Regions from separate parts of the Mus musculus genome. Here all the other regions are linked to region 2. The links are chromatin contacts, called in public HiChIP or PLAC-seq and promoter capture Hi-C maps. All regions are on one chromosome and are shown on one strand. Each heading gives the region's core, a stretch centred on a gene start, on an enhancer-like site or on the middle of the called end of the contact. The rest is flanking DNA. Distances are from core to core; before and after follow the strand shown.

Evidence for each region. Promoter capture Hi-C pulls out the DNA fragments that hold promoters and counts their contacts. HiChIP or PLAC-seq counts read pairs in DNA pulled down with a chosen protein or histone mark.
Region 1: a contact with region 2 is called in an H3K27ac HiChIP or PLAC-seq map of microglia, with 4 times the contacts expected there. The contact joins the promoter of Ndufs2 here to the promoter of Cd84 in region 2. A contact is called at or near these places in 1 of 115 datasets of contacts at active chromatin or transcription factors (microglia) and 1 of 9 other capture datasets (pancreatic islet).
Region 3: a contact with region 2 is called in a promoter capture Hi-C map of the HPC-7 cell line. The contact joins the promoter of Pigm here to the promoter of Cd84 in region 2. A contact is called at or near these places in 3 of 39 promoter capture datasets (the C10 cell line, the HPC-7 cell line and hippocampal neurons) and 2 of 115 datasets of contacts at active chromatin or transcription factors (bone marrow-derived macrophages and memory CD8 T cells).

Annotation. Positions count from the first base shown.
Region 1 is chr1:171,245,704-171,248,403 of GRCm38.p6, reverse strand. It overlaps Ndufs2 (NADH:ubiquinone oxidoreductase core subunit S2), which reads left to right and starts at 1,282. Exons shown (of 13, transcript NM_153064.5): 1 at 1,282-1,410; 2 at 2,207-2,313. The coding sequence starts at 1,316.
Region 2 is chr1:171,838,292-171,840,991 of GRCm38.p6, reverse strand. Cd84 (CD84 antigen) reads right to left here and starts at 1,295. Exons shown (of 9, transcript NM_013489.3): 1 at 1,194-1,295; 2 at 289-412. The coding sequence starts at 334.
Region 3 is chr1:172,375,165-172,377,864 of GRCm38.p6, reverse strand. It overlaps Pigm (phosphatidylinositol glycan anchor biosynthesis, class M), which reads right to left and starts at 1,334. Exons shown (of 1, transcript NM_026234.4): 1 at 1-1,334. The coding sequence starts at 1,166.

The DNA.
Region 1 (2,700 bases), core at 33-2,532, 590 kb after region 2:
ACATAGGATGGATTAACACAAAAATGAGGAACCCCCCCTCCCATCATCACCACATTTTGTGTTTAAACTATATCTCAGGAAGAAAGGCCCAGAAAAGGAGAGGTGGCTGTAGAGGGTAAGGGGACCAAGCCTCTGCCTTGACTTTCTGGGGACCACCTTGTCTACACCAGGTCTTGGTCAGTTCCCACAGCCAACGGATCTCTGGCCCCACCCTTTGGTATGCTTCCCATTAGGTCAATTTTTAGCCTAGAAATCTGGCTTTCTCCTCTTCCTCTGCAACAAAGAATGCTCGGTGCCACTCCCCTGGTCTGTCTGCTCCACCCAGCTGCACCGCTGGTGGCCTATGTCCCAGGGACCCTGTCTGGGGGAGATGTGGAGGAGGTCTCTTTCCAATGAGAAAATTGGAGAACCTCAAAGAGTGGGTGGCCCAGCTGGAGCCGGGCTTGGAGACAAAAAGACAAAAATCAGTCTCCAGGGCAGGAAAACTCTTTGTCCATACAAAATTAGGCTCAGAGTCCTGGAATTATTACATGTCTATGTTATTAGATACGTCTGAGGAAGACTGTGGCACGTAAGACCGTCCAGGATGGAGGCGGGTTACTAGGTATTGCTAAGGGTGCTCCCTGAGTCTGTGACTTGGGCATCGCAGGGATTGAAGAGTCACTGTCAGAGCATTTCCCCTCCCATTTGTAAATTGCTGCTTCCTTATCTTTGCACCAAGTGCCCCCTTGCTCCACCACCGCTCGTGGCCTTGGCTGTGAATTCCCGTTTGTTGTGACTTGCCCATCTGCACTTGAGTCCCTTCACACAAGCCCGTTTCCGGACCTCTGGAAATGAACACTTTTGGATTTCGTAGTAAAGAGATAGTCATCAAAACTTGGGGGCTTCTGTCGGAAAGCAGGACTACCGCAGGAGACTGACCAAGATGGTAAGATAGTCAAGGAACGCCCATACAGAGAGTGCGTAGGGGACCTAGAGGGAGCGCAGTTTCTAAGGAAAGTTCGAGTGCAGAGCGTGGACCTAGCGGGAAGTGCTGGATTCTGCGCGAAGTTGCCTCAGGAGAGAGCAGTAAATCTCTCACGCCCAGAGAAGCCGTGGGAGGGACGCCCTTACTAAAGATGACGGCAGTCGTCGTTATTGAAACGCAAGTGAAGCTGAGAAGCGGAATCCGGATGTTGTTCCGTTCGCAATTGACCTCCCTGCCAGCTTCCAAGATGGGGACTCCGTTGTGGCGATAAGAAGGGAAGCCCACCAGGGGGCGCGCGGGAGCGACTTCCGCCCGGCTCTCCTTCCTACAGTCTGCAGCCCGGTAAAGATGGCGGCCCTGAGGGCGCTGCGCTGCCTCCGTGGGGTCGGAGCCCCGGTGCTGCGGCCCGGGTCTGGGATCCGCTTGCCAAGTCAGCCCAGCAGGTGAGGAGGAGGCGGTCCCTACATGCGGTCTCTGCAGAACTGCAATGTCTCCACTCTGAGGACATTTCAAGGGCTCTGTGACCCCTGAGGAGAGAATGACCCAGGCCTGTAACCCTCCTCACGCAGACCAGATTTCTTCCTAGGTTCCTAGGTGCAGCCAGCCTCCTGTGGCAAAGGATGGGAAATAAGGGAGATGAATTTTTATTTTTTTGTCAGAAGCGAAATATGTGGGATGAAATATCCTACCCTTCAGATGAATGGCTAGAGAGTACCTCCCATATCCGAAGGAGACCCCCTCTTCTCTGAGCCCTCTTTCCCCAGTTCCCTCTTTTTTGCTCGCCTATGCTCTTTCCCTCTCTCCTCCCGCCTTCCATACTCCCTGTCTCTTAGTAATCTTAGGTTTACCATGCATACATGATGTTCTCAACATTCATATTCAGGAAGCAGCTTCGACCCCAGCTTTGTATGTCCCAGATATATGTGTCAGTGACTTGGCATTGAAGAACACAGCTCTGCCATTCAGGCCATCCTTCTTCGGGCTCACATAAGAGTGGATAGGATGTTTCGGAATATATATGTATATACAAATATATGTATGCCTGCAATAACAACTAGTGAAAAAAAAGCCATGACTTTGAAGGAGAGTGGGGAGGGGCATATGGGGGGCTGGACGGGAAGGGAGAAATGTTGTGATTCCATTATAATCTCCAAAACGTGTTTTGAGAAGTGACTTGGAACAGAAGAACCACACATACTGCTCATGCCCCGTGTATAGAATCTATCTTTAATTCCCCAGAGGTGCTCGGCAGTGGCAGCCAGATATTGAATGGGCAGAGCAGTTTTCGGGAGCTGTCATGTACCCCTCCAAGGAAACAGCCCACTGGAAACCTCCTCCTTGGAATGGTGAGTGCTAAGAGCTGCTGTTTCAAGTTGTCAGAAATCTTTGCTGATGTTTTTTGTTTGTTTGTTTTTTAATTCAACATTTCTCTGTGTAGCCTTGGGAGTCCTGAAACTCACTCTGTAGACCAGGCTGTCCTCGAACTCAGAAATCCACCTGCCTTTGCCTCCCAAATGCTGGAATCAAAGGCCTGCGCCACCGCTGCCTGGCTAGTGTAGCAAGCGGGTCTGCTATTTTGTGGCTTCTCCTTTTCCCTCCTCTTTACCCCTCCCCTATTTCACTCCTTATCACTAGAGAGGAGAGAACGAAAGATAGGGGGGGGAAGAGAGAGAGACCAACCCCTAAATCTAATTTCTTTCCTTTTGTTTCTTCTTTGAGCACAGCTACTAAAA
Region 2 (2,700 bases), core at 46-2,545:
AAACAGTGCAACAACCCATAGGACAATAGGAAGAGGAGGGACCAGGAGTTGAAGGCATAGGTAGGAAAGGGGACAGAAAGTGAAAGAAGACTGGTTTAATGTGATGAAGCACATTGCTTGGGTCTTAAGGTCTCACTCTAGTTCAGTAGGTTGAGTGTAATATGAACAGAAAGCCCAGGAAATTCTGCTGAAACGAGATCAAAGGGACACGTCCCTGCCCTCCCATGTGTATTTTCTAAAAAGTTATGACATAGTAGGACTTCAATACTAACAAGGTTCAGAACTCACAGGTTTGTAGGCAAAGGAACCAGATCCACAGATGGCGCTGGGCCATGTCCAGTCAGACTCCAGTCTTCTGAGGAAAAATAACTGGTGTGGTAGCTGCTTTCACTTCAGTGTGGTGTTTCCGGAGCTGGAGGGAGGAAGTGTGAGCTGATTAAGATGTGTTACTTCTTAACCTACTTACTAGTGTTTTCCATTATACAACAGCAGTGCATATTCATTATTAATTATCCAACAAATATTTATTAAGTGCCTACTATGTGCCAGACATATCATGGATGTTGATCAGTAGCTATAAAGTAATGAGTTCCCTTTGTGGAGTTTATATTCTTTATAGAGGGATTGATAATTATACAGGAAATTTCAGTAAATGGTGATATATGCTGCAGCAGGAAGAAATGCAGGGTGGAGGCATCTACTCCAGGCTAGGGTAAGTTAGGGAGATTTCTGAAAGGAATTGACAATGTAGCTGAGACAAATATGAAGAATGAACTAGTATTTTTAGGCAAGGGGTTAATTGTATTTTGAATCACAAGAATAAGCCATAGTCTTTGAGTTCAGTGTCTCCATGTTTGCATCCATTGCCTCCTGCCCACTGGCCCTATAAAGTCAGCATCTGTGATCTGGAGATTGCTGTATCTCTCCCACTGACCCACCATCACCTAGTTACATTAACTCCCCCACTCACGTCATGAATCAGCACCAATTGTCTCTACACCTGCCTCGCATGGACCCCTTAGTGAGACAAGCGCAGCTAAGCTGAGCACCCCAAGACCCACTCTGCACTCTCAGTGCAAGTATGTCAGATTCCAAAAGGCAGACACACATTTCCAGATAGCAAGCCAAAGATAGAGCCCTCAATGGATCTGAAGTCAGACCCAGAGGCAAACTAGATCCAGAGGACCCCTTCCCAGAGCATAACATCAGATTCTGGTCCAGAGCTGGTCCAGAAAGGTGTTCACCATCAGACAGAAAAGGAAGAAGTGGTCAGTCACAGAGGAACTCCAAGCACTGAGACGGGTTTGTGGAACCAGAAAAGGAACACGGGAGACACCACAAACCATCCAGCAGTAAATGAGCCGATTCCTGGTCATGACTGGTGCTGAAGATGATACCCTGCTCTCAGAGGAGGACTAGAGACACAGACCTTAGTAGTCCAAGCACAGAGAGAAATGACACCTCAACTGTACCATAACCCTCTGGAACATTGCAAATACTCAAGGAAACAAGAAAATTGACTCAAGAGAAACTGACCTTGACACCTGAGCTGAGAGCTCCACTTTAAAATCACATATTACACACAGACACACACACACAGACACAGCACACCCAGAGACACACACAGACACACAGACAGACACACATACCACACACACACAGAGACACACAGGCACACACACACAGAGACACACACAGGCACACGTATACAGAGACACACACAGACACACATACACAGACAGACACACACAACAAAAAAAGTAACAGGGATGGAAGACATAGTAAGGGACTGAGATATTAGGTCAAAGACAGTGACTGGTTTAATATAAGTGTGTAAAATGTGTGATATACTTAGGACAACATGGAAAGAGCAAATTTGTGAATTATGGAGTAAAAGAAGTTGAATTGCATGCTAAAGGTGTAAAAAATATTTTCCACAAAACCATAGTAAAAATAGTTCCACATTTAGGGAAATAGTGAAATGTACACAGAACACCAAATAGGCATGAATCGACAGATACACACACACCACACACAGAGTCACACACAGACATACACAGAGACACACACACAGACACACATAGACACACACACAGACACTCAGACACAGACACACAAATACAAACTAAAATAACTTGTATTGGAGAGATGGCTCAGTGGTTAGCACTGCTCCCACTTTCAGAGGACCTGGTTTTGATTCTCAGCACCTATAACTGTCTGTAACTCTCATTTCAGGGGATCAAACACTGTCTTCTGATCTCAGAAGGCACTGCACACATGTGGTGCACAGACATACATACAAACAATCATACCTTTAAAACAAAAAGTAACCAAACCTGTCTCTTCCTTAAACTACACTCCCCGGAGTAGCAACTCTTAATGGACGTGACTTAGACATAAACTTCCATAGAGTGATTATGAATATATTCTCACTTCTTGACATGTTCAAAGATATGAAGGCCCGCTTAAAGAAATGAAAGTAGACATGAATAAAAGTTTAATAATGATATAGGAAGCTAATTGTTAGATATGAAAGTGGAATTAAATAAAGAAATGGAAATATGAAAGAAAAATCAAACTGAATTGATGCTGAAAATGAAAAGCTTAAGAAAAATAAATATGCAGTGTAAGGCCTCTGCAACTAAATGTGTTGTACTGGCTAGTTTTGTGTCAACTTGACACAGCTGGAATTATCACAGA
Region 3 (2,700 bases), core at 85-2,584, 540 kb before region 2:
ATAAACAGGAAGGTGTTCTTTCCTTGAAACTCTAGAACATATGCAGGAGCCAGCCATAAGGCCTGTCCTATGAACCAGAACAGTAAGAGGACTACGGCTCTTTTCCAAGGCATCCTCACCAGTGGCATCACCAGAGGCAGAAGGCAGAGATACCAAAGAAAGTACTGAGAGGTGCAGACTTTGTTAAAAGTCACAAAAATGGACGTATGAAGGAAACAGCAGAAGACAAGGTCTCTGTAGTAGGCGAAAGATGCGGCTGACAGCAAGATGAACTGTGGCAGGAACGCCGCAATCCCCAGAGTAAAACTCCACTTGCTCTCGGCAGTCAAATACAGCATATAGAAGTACGGAGAGAAATTATGGCGGATATCCCTCCTAGTTAGGTGATAAAAGTAGGTGTGCTCCAAAAACTCCCAACCGTACTTATAGTAAAAACCGAAGCTCAGGGCAACAAACGTGAGCCCTGCAACTGCTACGAAAAGCAGCACTGCCCAGCTACACAGCCTCCTCAGGAAGTCGTACAAACGAGCCTGGAAAGAGAACCGGGCTTGCCGGAGACGCTCGTCATCGTCGCGCTCGGGCCGCAGATGGAGCGCTATGGGGAGGATGTAGGTCACCGGGTACATCTTCATGTGCACCGCGAAGCCATAGAACACCGCGGCGCACGCGATGAGCCGTTTCTCTATGAAGTACAGGGTCGAGAGAACCAGGGAGGCGACGATGGAGTCCGCGTTGCCCCGGCTGGACACCGCCATGGGCAAAGGGTTGAGAAGCCAGAAGACGCAGTAGCCACAGGCTTGGCGGCGCCCCAGCCCCTTGAGCAGCAGCAGGCGGTACAGGAGGAAGGCGGTGAGGAGATCGCAGCTGATGAAGAGAAACTTGCCGAAGAGTTCGCTGAGGTAGACGTTGGGGGTGAGGAGCCAGCTCAGGAGCGGGGTGTAGCGGTAGGTCGCCCGCAGGTACGGGGAGCGCCCTTCCGTGACGAAGCGCGCGGCGTCCGTGAACACGTGGTAGTCTATGTCGGTGTACCTCACCAGCAGAGTCCGGTCCTGGAAGACACCGTAGAAAACCAGGGCGACCCGGGCCAGGAAGGCCACGCCGAACACCCCGGCGGGCGGCACCCGAAAGTTCAGGATCCATTCCCCCCAGTGCATGGGGTAGCTCATGGTCCGAGTGCGGGCCACCCGCCCGGCCCGGCCCGGCCCCGGGTCCACACTGCGCCCCTCTCGCTAACCGTCCTCGGGCTGACGCCTCTCAGCCGCCGGGAGCATCTCCTCTGCTACAGCACCGACAGGAAGAACCGAGGAATGATCACTTCCGGCACCCCAAGTCCCGCCCCCACGGTACTTCCGGCCTCCAGCCCCGCGCGGGCTCTCAGCTGTCTCCGCGGAACGATTGCCTTCCTCGGGATTGGCTGTCTAGCGTCCGCAGCTTCCTCCGGCGAAGGCGGGATTTCCGGTCCCTTATTGGCGACGCTTCCGCTGTCCGGAAATCCCGGAGTGGCTGAGATGTCGTGGACCTGGGACCTGGGTGAACTTTGTTTTTAGTAACCAGAGCTTCCGCGTTCCCAGCTCAGATCTACGGAGGAGGACGCTGAACACAGTGAGCTGCTACCTGCTGCTACTTACATCCCGCCCAACTGGCTTGGAGGACTGAGAGTGGGAAATACAGATGGAAAGAATAAGCCTAAAATAAAATAGTCTTTTTACCCTGATAAGAAGGTTCCTCCTACCGAAATACGTCTAGATTGTCTCCCCTGGAGTACTGTCAACTCCGTTCTTTTCAAGAACTCTTCAACTAGGTCAAAATCGGCCGTCAACCCACTCCGTTCACCCTACCACTATTAGTTTCTTGCCAAAGACTCCAACTCTTTCATTCTTTTCCTGATTTCTTACTGCACTTATAATTGACTTTTTAAAACTTCATACTCTTTTTTTTTTTTTTTTCTGGTTTTTCGAGACAGGATTTCTCTGTATAGTCCTGGCTGTCTTGGAACTCACTCTGTAGACCAGGCTGGCCTCGAACTCAGAAATTCGCCTGCCTCTGCCTCCCAAGTGGTGGGATTAAAGGCGTGCGCCACCACGCCGGGCCAAGAACTTCATACTTTATTTTACAATGTTTTCAGTTTCAAGTAAATTGTTCGTGAGAGTAGAAAGTATTTCTTTATTTCTTTGTACTTTCTTGTAATGTATTACAGTCTCAGACGCATGGTAACTGACGCAGACTGCCTTGATCTTACAAACTGAGCCTGCCCCTAGGGAATGTCTTCTAGATTACCATAGAAGTGGCTCCATTCGGCCTAGACATCTCTCATCCTACACTTCACATTTATCCTTTGAGTGAGCCGTATTAACCTCTAGTCATAGTCTGGTATGTCTGTGCTTTGATGTAATTACATGGTGTAGATTAATAACTACCTCTATTGGTTTTTTACTATGCATTGCCCATAATATACTGTGATAACACATTACCATTCAAATAACCTTATAACTAAATTGTAGGGTTCTTGAGAGTAGAAAGTATGTATTTCTTTGTACTTCCTTGCATTACAGTTGCAGGCACATGGTAACTGACACAGACTGTCTGGCTTGATCTTAGAAGTCGAGCCTGTCAAGAGTTATTTGAATGATACTGTGTTATCACAGTATACGTGGCCTAAATTATCATAATTGTTATTTGTTAAGGACTTATTCCCAGTTG